3 separate regions of the Sus scrofa genome follow, and regions 2 and 3 are each linked to region 1. A link is a contact called in public Hi-C and HiChIP or PLAC-seq data. All regions are on one chromosome and are shown on one strand. Each heading gives the region's core, a stretch centred on a gene start, on an enhancer-like site or on the middle of the called end of the contact. The rest is flanking DNA. Distances are from core to core; before and after follow the strand shown.

What was found. A called contact is a pair of places that touch in the nucleus more often than the background predicts. HiChIP or PLAC-seq counts read pairs in DNA pulled down with a chosen protein or histone mark.
Region 2: an H3K27ac HiChIP or PLAC-seq map of alveolar macrophages shows a contact between it and region 1, with 14 times the contacts expected there. The contact joins the enhancer-like site here to the promoter of BCL6 in region 1. A contact is called at or near these places in 4 of 5 promoter capture datasets (fetal liver, fetal skeletal muscle and liver), 10 of 47 Hi-C or Micro-C datasets (embryonic fibroblasts, fetal heart ventricle, fetal skeletal muscle and 5 more) and 2 of 2 datasets of contacts at active chromatin or transcription factors (alveolar macrophages and skeletal muscle).
Region 3: a contact with region 1 is called in a Hi-C map of skeletal muscle, with 4 times the contacts expected there. The contact joins the enhancer-like site here to the promoter of BCL6 in region 1. A contact is called at or near these places in 2 of 5 promoter capture datasets (fetal liver and skeletal muscle), 9 of 47 Hi-C or Micro-C datasets (embryonic fibroblasts, epiblast stem cells, fetal skeletal muscle and 3 more) and 2 of 2 datasets of contacts at active chromatin or transcription factors (alveolar macrophages and skeletal muscle).

What each region holds. Positions count from the first base shown.
Region 1 is chr13:125,388,217-125,391,803 of Sscrofa11.1, reverse strand. BCL6 (B-cell CLL/lymphoma 6) reads left to right here and starts at 1,941. Exons shown (of 8, transcript NM_001315701.1): 1 at 1,941-2,101. The coding sequence starts at 1,941.
Region 2 is chr13:126,377,254-126,380,840 of Sscrofa11.1, reverse strand. All of the region lies in intron 8 of LPP (lipoma-preferred partner), which reads right to left. Among named protein-coding and RNA genes, the nearest start is that of MIR28, 97 kb to the right of the region's middle. Within about 2 kb of position 1,805, at least 9 of the 83 cell types and tissues checked have an H3K27ac peak or open chromatin away from gene starts, as enhancers often do. A contact at or near this core is called in retroperitoneal adipose tissue, skeletal muscle and subcutaneous adipose tissue, where this site is marked.
Region 3 is chr13:125,900,533-125,904,119 of Sscrofa11.1, reverse strand. The region is part of intron 2 of LPP (lipoma-preferred partner); the gene reads right to left. Among named protein-coding and RNA genes, the nearest start is that of LPP, 120 kb to the right of the region's middle. Within about 2 kb of position 1,984, at least 5 of the 83 cell types and tissues checked have an H3K27ac peak or open chromatin away from gene starts, as enhancers often do. A contact at or near this core is called in alveolar macrophages, fetal skeletal muscle and skeletal muscle, where this site is marked.

The sequences.
Region 1 (3,587 bases), core at 692-3,191:
AGGGGACAGGAATTTGAGCCAGGAGACCTAGGGCCGGGCCGCTCACCATCTATGTGGCCCAACATGACCTCCCTGGCCTCAGGCCCCTTTACCCAGAAAAGAGCTCTAAAGGGTTATGCTTTAAAAAAATCGATGGAGGGGTGCTGGGTTGGGGATAGGGTTCAAATGTCGTTTTGTTTCACAGCCCACATGGGATCGTAAATGAGAGTCTTTCACCTATGCTTTGAATTATTTTGTTTTAGGGAAACCAATTTGGAGAGGGTCCATATTTCATGAGTGCTGCCTGGCCAGTTCTCAGCTAAACCACACAGTCAAATCTTTCACCAGCAGGGGGAAGCACAAACTTGGAAGTTTGTAGCACTAGATTTGATCTTAGCCCCAGGAGGCTTGGGAGAGGAAACTTTGCAGGGGTGGGGGTGGGGGGCAAATATTCTGGAGAAAAGAGTAGATATGTCATCTCAGGTTGTATTCAGATTCTTTATTCAGTCTTAAGTGTTTCCTGACAGTCAGGAAATGCTGCCTGGCTGTTTGTCCTGAGCAAGCCATTTGAACCCAAGTCTCAGTTTTGTCATCAGTGAAATAGGGATAAAGAGATTGACCCTGTTGGCCTTGTGGAATCATTTGAAGACTTGAAGGATAATATTTTAGCAGATTTTGAAAAGTGGCCTGAGTTTTTAGGCCTCTGAAGGATCATTCTCATTAATATCGAAAGAATAGTTTTTCTTTTTTTTTTTCTTTACCATAAACCCAACGGCATACATTTCTTACTTTGAGAAAAGAAATACATGTGTGTGTGTGTGTGTGTGTGTGTGTGTGTGTGTATGGATGTATGAAATCGTATTCCCAATACTCGGGGTAAAAAACATTATTATTGCATAGCTTCGAGTGCCTGTTGTTTCCGTAAGAGCCGAGCTGGAAAAAATGTGTGCTAGCTTGTGGTAAAACCGCACCAGCTGGCAGGCTGCAGCTATCAAAGTAAAACTAAATATGTGTGTCCTAAAATAAGACTATAGTGGACAATCTTACATTCATTAAATCAATTTCTGTTTGCTTTTTTCTCTTCCCTGCAGGTTTTAAGCAAAATTTTGGACTGTGAATCAAGGCATTGGGTAAGTAAATTGAATTATATGCTTTAAAATTTTGTGGAGAAACTGTTTCTTTCAAATTTGCCAATGCGTGTGTTTCTGTGAACAGTGCCACTTTTCCTTAGATGAGATAAAGGAGAGTGTGTTGCCTCTCCATCACAGCCAGCCCTGCCCCCAACCCCTTTACCCTGGCATTGGACTATCTTAACACTGTTGTGTGATCATTCATTTCCTTACTCAGTTCTTGGTTCACGCTAATTTCACCACCTACTGTGTACCAGCAATGTGCTTGGTGCTCAAGATACATTCAAATAATTCTGAAGCCTGGTAGAGGAGAGACAGATGGTAGCTAGGATAATGAAATGAGATACTGATGAGAATAGCTGTGATTTATGAGAAATTCCACTAATTTTTACAACCCCATGGGTATTACTACTCCCATTTGGGGGAAACTCAAGCCCAGAAACCATAAAACAAGCTGCTCCAAGTCACACAGCTTGCAAAAGGTATGGCCAACATGCTAACCTTCAAAGCGTGCCTTCTCTCCTCTGTCATACTCATTGCCTCTCAATGCTGGTATCTGGGAAAAAAAAAACAAACAAACAAACCGAAAACATTCATCCAATATTCATTCCCTCCTCTTTCCCTTATAGGGGTTTCTATTAACAAATTGGATAAAGATTATTATCTCATTTTTATAGACGTGGAGAGCAGTGTCCAGACATGGGTCATGAACTGTTCAAAAGCAAACACAAGGGAGCAGGCTGGCCCACCTGCTCTGACACTCCTGGGAAGAAGGAACTAGGTCCTGGAGGAGTAACAGGATTTTAACCTTTTCTTTCAGGTGAAGGAAAAATGGCCTCGCCGGCTGACAGCTGTATCCAGTTCACCCGCCATGCCAGCGACGTTCTTCTCAACCTTAATCGCCTCCGGAGCCGCGACATCTTGACTGATGTTGTCATAGTGGTGAGCCGAGAGCAGTTTAGAGCCCATAAGACGGTCCTCATGGCCTGCAGGTGAGGGATCTGGAAGCAGAAGGCAGATGATGGCTGTAAGGGGTATGCTAGTGCCGGCTGCCAGTGCGGAGCGTGGGGGCCCCATTCCGGGTTTGGGATCACGTCTCCTGTGTCTCCAGATCTTTAGCACTGTCCTGGCAGGGTGGGTTCCCAGGAAGCAAATGAATGACCACACTTTTAGAAAAGAAAGCATTTCTATTCGGTGGGAATAGAGGAGAAGAAATCATATACCATCTCCAGAGATGTGTTTGGGGCAAATCTGGTGAATGACTTCAGTGAACCAGTGAAATAATGAAAAGTGAAAGAGAGTTATAAAATATTTTAAGCAAGTTAATTTGAAATCTTTTGCTCTTTTATTTTCCTGTGATTTTTATTTTATGCCGTGACTATACTTCCACAGGTCTTTCAGAGCATATGTAAGTTGGTGAAAGTGATTGACAAGTATTCCAAGGGTTCAGAGCAGTTTTATGTTACATCATCTCCCTGGATCTTCCTAGTGGCCTGTGTTGTAGGTGGCATGACTAGCTCTGTTTTGTAGATGATAAAATGAAGACATTCATAGGTGAACTGATGTAGAGCCAAGGATCCCAATTGCTAGTAGAGGCTTATTCAACACCTACAACGAGCACTTTTTTTTTTTTTTTTTTTTTTTTTTTACCAGCAGAGAGAACAGAGGTTTATAGAGAGATAAAAAGAATAGATAATGCTCACCAAGTGCTTACCATGTGCCAGGCATCATTCTGTCCCTTTTACATTTTCATTCCTGCCACAACCCTGTAAGATAGACAGCATGTTTCGTGCTGGGCAGATAAGGAAAGCAAGGTGCAGAGCAGTGATGTAACTTACCCAAGGTTGCATAGCTACTTACGGGGTGAAGTCCAGTTCATTTCTGGCTGCTCGCTCAGAAGGAGCAGAATTCAGATGTCAGTCGAGAATTCTGGCCTCTAACTGAGTGCTCTTTCCTCTTCCAGACATCATGGTTCCTGGAGGCATGGCTTGACTTTGACTTGGCTCTCCTTGGAATATGGATCTTGTAATAGTCTATGGACTTTTAGAGAGTCAGTAAACCATAGATGGCAGGCGTCATTTTATTTATTTGTTATCAACACCCAACTGGCTTCTAAAACAAACACTAAGAATTTAAAATTAAGGGTAATGTATTGGAACAAGAAGGAAAATGCTTATCCCAAAGATAGAGACTAAAATAGTTACTACAAATGAGTGCTAAATTTAGCTCTGGTAATCCATGAAGTTAAGACTAAAAGGAATCCAGGTTCTGTGACTTTGGGAAAATCACTTGACTCCTCTGATCTCAGTTTCCCCATTTGTAAAGGGAGACAAGGAGAGAGTCTACTATCCTTGGCAAGGTTGTAAGGAACACAAGACAGTGTGTGGAAAGTGCTTAATGACTCTCTGGCATTGATTAAGCCCTCTATAAATGGCAGCTATGATTAATTGCCAAGGAAATTCTGGAGCTAGGTCCAGG
Region 2 (3,587 bases), core at 556-3,055, 990 kb before region 1:
AAAACATGTAAGTCCCAAGTCACAGATGTCCTCAGCCAGGATAGGAGTGCTAGAGAGAAAAGCCAGGCAGGAAGAAAGCCTGAATATGAGGTAAGGAAAAGGAGGCACTGTATATAATGAAAAACTTTCTAGAGTCTGGCTTTGAAGAAGAGATAATGCAACTGCTAGATAATGCATAGAGTCAATGGAGGGGAAATAAATGCCACGCTGGAACACAAATGGGCATTGATGAGAAGCATCCAATCCAGAATAGCTAGAAGATTCAGGATGAAGAATGGATGACCTATGGAGTGAGGGTCCTGAGAAGACAGGGGAAACAGGATCAGAACACCTTTAGACCCAGAGTACGTTTACACTAATTGGCATTTGATAAGCTGACGGGCTCTTCTGCTACTCTAACAGAAGGAATGGAGAGGACAGGAGTAAATTTGACGGCACAAGCTGAGGGAGTGTCACCCTGTGCCTTTCATTCTCACTGTGGAGAATGAGGCAGTCGTCCCTGGAGGAGGGAGTGGGGGTGGAGGGCAGTCAGAAACTGGGGTAGAGTGGAGGCTGTAGGTAACAGCTGAGAGCAGTGTGTAAGAATGTAGGCTGTGATTGGGGTCAAAGTTGGTCACAATTTATCACGATATCAATATTCCTGGCTCTGTGCTTTTCTCCTGCAATGTTCAACTGCTTTGGTGGGTGAGCAAAACACAAGTGGGTGGGCTCATTGAGATTACAGCCTTGCCAGGAGACAGTGACAGAAGAGAAAAGCAAAAGACTGAAGAAAGACGTTATGATGTAAATTCTTATGATATATTTATATAATCTATTTTCCAGAGGAGGTAAGGGATGATAAATGTCTTCAGAGTGAATCTCAGTAATAGTACAGCTAGCATTTATTAAACATCTATTAGGAGGCAGACACTGTGCTTGACACCTACCTGAACTCATTTAATCTTCCCAAGAGTCCAACACAGTAAGTACTATCAACCTCGTTTTATACACTTGCTTTAGAGAACTGAATAAATGTATAGAGTAATGGAGTCTGGGTTCAAATTGATTTCTCTTTGATTCAATGTCTGTATACTGCCTTGCAGCCTTCAATTCAGGTACATGGAAACTGAGCCAAGTGACAAGAATGGTCCTGAATGTCACGAGAAAGTGAGTTTGGATTTTTCATCTTGATATTTCCTGATGTGAATTTGCAATTGCATGGAAAAGCTAAGCACCCTTTAAATGCAAAAGGCATTGGCTGGTATTACCATATTATTTCCATCCAGGGCACATGGAAGACAGGATACACCATGTGGGCTGTTGGTGTAAGCATGCCCTGGGTTTATGGATAACTAGGTCCTTTTCCTGGGTTCCACTTTCATGCTGAAAAGACTGGTATAGGTCACAATCTCCACTCCCCTTTCCTTGACAGGAGTCCTTCTGCTGCTCCTTTCCTTCCAGTGGCCAGATGCTCCTGTTTAACACAGTGAGTCAGTCTCTTTGGATAGCTCTCAAGTGCCTACCTTCCTTTTAATGAAATACATATTGCTGAGGGCTGACTATGTTTCATGAATGGCAGCAGCCACTGTCTCAAAAATTTCTATTTAATTTTCACAAAACCTTGATAAGTACTGTTAAAGTGATTTTACATAATGAAGAAAGTGAAAACCTTGTTTACCTCTCTCTGAGAGTTCTATCCAGGACCAGTTTCACAGCCCTTTCCCCTAAAAGCTCTACAGCACTGTCAGAATCCAGAGAGCCTTCCAGCCTTTCTGGAGTCATGCTTTAAATATAACTTGAAAAAAAGGGATTGCTCAATCTCCTTTGGAAGGATGACCATTGCTTAACAGCTGGAAGTGTCTCCTCCATTACTGGAACTGGTTGCCCAGTACTGGGATTACTGGAAAGGGCTTTATGACTGGGACACTTAGTCAAATACGGGAAAATTTTTAGGAGCATTTCTGAAAGAAACAAATGGGTCCCCTTTGATAAAGATATGGATCCAGAAACAGAATGATGTGACGGAAGGCACCCAAGCAACACTGAGGTGGGATGGATGTGGAGCAATGGTGGTGAGCTCAGGGAGGCAGTGAGGACAAGGTTTAATCACTAGAAGGGAGAAACAGGTAGAAGCGGTGGACTTTTACCAAAAGCCTAGACCTCTATAGGACTCTGTCCAAGTGGCTGGAGAATCTGTCTGGAGACTAGGAACTCGGAGCTTGAGCTCTTTCTCTGACCTTACAGATGATGTGGGGACATCATTGACTTCACCAAAGCCTCCTTTCTCCCGCTTGTGCTTCTAGACTTGGATACAAAATAAGCCTGTTGCTGGGAACCCGTCAAGAGGTTTCATTTGCTGCCTAAGTTCTGGTCCTCACAGATACCCATTTCCACACCTACTGCAGATTCATTTTGGAGAAATAAATTGCAATGCTCCAAAGAAATACTGCTCTAATCCAGCTCCTAGAAATGCAAAGAATTGCTTTCAAATTTACCAAAAGTCCTTGAATTTGAAAAATACCTCTGACAAGGGTATAGAAATCAAAGCTCTCCCTTCCCTACAAAATTTAAAAATACCTTCTACCCCGGCAGAAATCAAGGATGTGATAAGCAACTAACAGATGCTCCAGTTTAAATGACAAAGTTTAGAGCCACAAAGTCTTACATTCAAATCCTCTAACCGGGGTTCCTGTTATTGCTCAGTAGTTAGTGAACCTGACTAGCATCCATGAGGTTGAGGGTTCAATTCCTGGCCTCCGCTCAGTGTGTTAAGGATCCGGCATTGCTGTGAGCTGTGGTGTAGGTCGCAGACACGGCTCAGATCCTGTGTTGCTGTGGCTCTGGCATAGGCCAGTGGCTACAGTTCCGATTGGACCCCTAGCCTGGGAACCTGCATATGCCGCAGGTGCGGCCCTAAAAAGACAGAAAGACCAAAAAAAAAAAAAAAAATTCCTCTAACCAGCTGTGTTTTTGGGCAAGCCCCTTATGCTTTCTGAGCCTTGATTTCCTATTAGACAATAACAACAAAATACAAACAACAACAACAAAAAACCCTGTACAACAAAGCTCACATTTACATTGGAAATGTTTTATAAACTGGAAAACATTAAATGTTATTATTATTATTGTTCCTTAATTCAAAACAACTAATGGACATCATCTATAGACCAAGACAGTGCTAACTGCTAAAGGTACAAAGAAGTAAGTTACACCTGGATGGAGGTGAAAAATTTCATAAATCTCGCTTCTGCTTAAAATAGGTAGAAGACAATAAAATCCAATATGCAAACTTACTCTACTAGGATTGTGAAATGGGTTATAAAATTTTCCTTCAACTTTAAAACATGTATTGTAACTCTGAATCTTATTTTTGTTATGGCATATTTATCTTTTTTTTTTTTTTTTGTCTTTTTGTTATTTCTTTGGGCCACTCCCGCAGCATATGGAGGTTCCCAGGCTAGAGGTCGAATCAGAGCTGTAGCCCCCGGCCTACGCCAGAGCCACAGCAATGCAGGATCCAAGCCACGTCTGCAACCTACACCACAGCTCAAGGCAACGCCGGATCGTTAACTCACTGAGCAAGGGCAGGGACCGAACCTGCAACCTCA
Region 3 (3,587 bases), core at 735-3,234, 510 kb before region 1:
TCTGCCATCTGGGCCATTACATTACCTCCCCAGGTTACAGAATGCTAGGTGTCCCTGTTAAACGACTCCGTCTCCTGGAACCCATTCTAATCCCATCCCTGCCCAGGAAGTAACTGGAAATGAAGGGCTGTGATTGGCTGCCAATGACATCATTGCTCTACAGGCCTGACCAAACTCCTAATTAATTGAATGCCACTTTACTTCCGCACCTGACTCCACGGACAAATAAATAACCACAAAGAGAACGACGTGGGGTGAAGGCAGAGATAAACTATAGTCTGTGGCTCAGGTAGGAAAGAGGAACCATTTGCTGGGGTTACCTGTCATCAGGAACGATTTGGTCCCCAGGTGAGTCTCTATATTAAATTAGAGGAATGATTCAAAGGGGACAGTTTCAGCTGACAAGAGCAAAAAGAAAATCAATTTCAGGTTGCCAGGACAACTAGCTTTTCCTGCAAGAATAAATTTGATACAGACCTAAAATCTGACAACTAAATGTTTCCTCACATTACATCACATCCCTAAAACGTGTGTTGAACCAGTGAGGTAATCAAGCCTGCTAATTACTTTCTAGAACATCCATAAGATGCAGGATTAATGGTCTTGGCTCCAGTCTGCCTTTCCTCTAACAGCTCCACTCACTACTTCAGTTTCATAGTGAGTGAAGACGATGTGCTTCATCAGATGAATCTGAAGGCTTAGCATTGTCAGGGTGTCCTTGGATCCTAGAAGAGGGAAAGTGAGCATTTTCTGAATGCACATCCCCTAATTGCTGAGAATGTATATCCATGTCTCCTGTCACATAATTCACCAACTACCCCTTCCAAAGAAGGGATCTAAAGTCATAGAATTACACTTAACACAATGATGGATCTAAAAGGGACTTGAAGGATAACCTTTGTTTTACCAAAGAATGAATTCAAGACACAGGCAAAGCAATGACTCAAGGTTAATACAGATGGTCAACAGCTGAGTAAGAACTGGAATCCTGATCTTTTGATAATGACTTTCATGCAATTTCCTTAAATAGCTATCATCATTCCACCTCTGCCTGAGAGACTGGAAGCTAAAGTTAAGTCCACTTGATCTCCTATTAATCCTCATGAGGCAATGACCTCAAATGGCTTTATCCCAGGAGTGCAGAGTTCTGACCCCAGATCCAATAATATCTGATGAGATGAGCCTTCTCTATGCATTTGTGTTCCCAGAAGGCTGGATATCAACTTGCCTATGGACTATTAAAAACAAGAACAGATAATAAATCACTGGAAAGCACTTTGCAAGTATAAAGCAATATAAAAATGCTATGGACCAATAATATAAGCTCCGGGCTGAGACAGGTCCCTGGAGAGCACAGTGATTTCAAGGGGGCTAGACTGTGCCCACCATCAACCACCAGAAGATGTGAAGGCCACATCTCTCTCCAAACCTCACTCTCATTTCTTAGACTACTCCCAAATACTCAAGTATTCCTCTAGATCTTACTATAATATATTACATTATAGTGGATATGTGAAAAGGCACTTGCTATCATTGTATCTACAGTCACAGAGCTTTTACTAAGAGTAGAGAAACACTGAGAGGAGATCAGAATCCAACAGATAGGAAAGTAAATGTCAAGCTGTCCCTCACTGGTAATAAACCAAGTAAACCATGAAAAACAATGAACCAATTAGAAGGTGCTTGTCAGTGAATTCAGCCCTGAAAGCCAATTTAAATCTGGTGAGAGGTCAGAAGAATAGAACATACACTCAAGAGCTCTGGCTACAGGTGCCAATAGGCAAAATGAGGACAGAGCACTCCTCCCAGCCACTACCTGGTCCTTGGCTCTCATAAGCAAGGTGAGCAGAAAAGGGCAGGAACGAAAAAGAGGAATGAATAGAATAATTTAGAAATCAAAAGCTGGTGTCTGAGAGATCTAGCTTCTAACCGCCCTGCCATTACATGTTGTGTGATGTTGGTCAAGTTACTTAAACCTCTCTAAACCTTGATTTCCTCATCATCCAACATAGCTAATATTAGTACCTACTACACAGGCTGGCTTTGAGGATTAAATGAAAGGAAGTATGGAAAGTCATTTACTCAATGCCTGACACTTAGTACATGTGCTATAAACATGAGTCATCATGCTAACCAGAGAGGCTGGGGGCTGAAATCCAGCACAGAAACAAAAGGCAAGAAGTAAAGCATGAAAGAGGGGGGTCATGATCATGGAAACTGGGAAGAAAGCTCCAGGTCTACTTTGTATCTACTAGGGAATTATCATGGTCCCATTCCCAAATATCTAGTTTAGGGGTGGATGACAACAACCCAAAAATAATCAGGCATCTGAAAAACCTCAGACTTGAGTTCAAATCCAGGTTTGAACTTGAAGCACTTGAAAATTCAACCACTCAGTCAATGGAGAGGTTAGCCATCTGCATTTGAGCCACTAAAATCTAAGATTTAATATTAAATGTGGCTCCAAGATCTTCATCACAAAACAAGAAAGTAGTTTTAGTTTTTATAAAAGGAAAATGTGTCCCCACCTCCCATGCATCCCTAGTTCATTTAACACACTTCAACACACATGGCAATGGTCCATGCCTCCTAGGGGGGTAAGAAATGGGCACAAGAACCATGAAATTAAAGAGCAAGTGCCATTAAGTCAAGCACAAATAAAGAGACATGAGACTTCAGAGAAGTGAAAGAAACTAAATTTACCAAGCTCGGAGTTCCTGTCATGGTTTAGGGGTTAATGAATCTGACTAGCATCCACGAGGATGCAGGTTCAATCCCCGGCCTTGCTCAGTGGGCTAAGGATCTGGCATTGCCGTGAGCTATTGTGTAGGTTGCAGATGCAGCTTGGATCCTGTGTTGCTGTGGCGTAGGCCAGCAGCTACAGCTCTGATTCAACCCTTAGCCTGGGAACCTCCATAAGCCACAAGTATGGCCCTAAAAAGCAAATAAATAAAGAAATAAATAAATAAGAAATAAATAAATAAATAAATTTACTGAGCTCCTATTCTGGCATAGATGCATGATAAGAATTAAGAAAGGAGATAATCAAGAAAGACTTCCTGAGAAAGGCCCCTCTGAGCTGATTAACAGCTAGTGCGCTGAAGATTTGGAGCCATGTTCATCTCTTCAGCAGGATCCTGACACTGCAGTGCTGCTAGATGGGCAACCAAAAGCCCCAGAGCCACCAGCCACCCTTCCCTCCTCCAAGTTCTGATTGGCAACATGGGCATCAACCCACCACTCCATGCCCAGAAGTGAATCACCAACACAGGTCAGCTATAGAGTGAGCACGAAGTTGGGATCAAGCCAGCATCAAGGCTCATCTGCTGCACTCCACATACTACACATAAGCAGACAAAAGAGGAGACAATGAAAGGAATGAAGAAAATATGGGCTTCTTGGTAAGACTGGGTAAAGGGTGTTGAGTCAGGTTATAAAGAGAAAAAAGAGACAAGAGAAAGAGGAAGAAAGGCCAAAGGAAAGAGCTGGTATGTTGTTTGTTAGTGGTGTTTATTTCTTTAAGCATATTTCTGCCTAGTCATTTTTTAAAAAAATAATATTCCCGTTAAATCCCTCAAATGTTAACT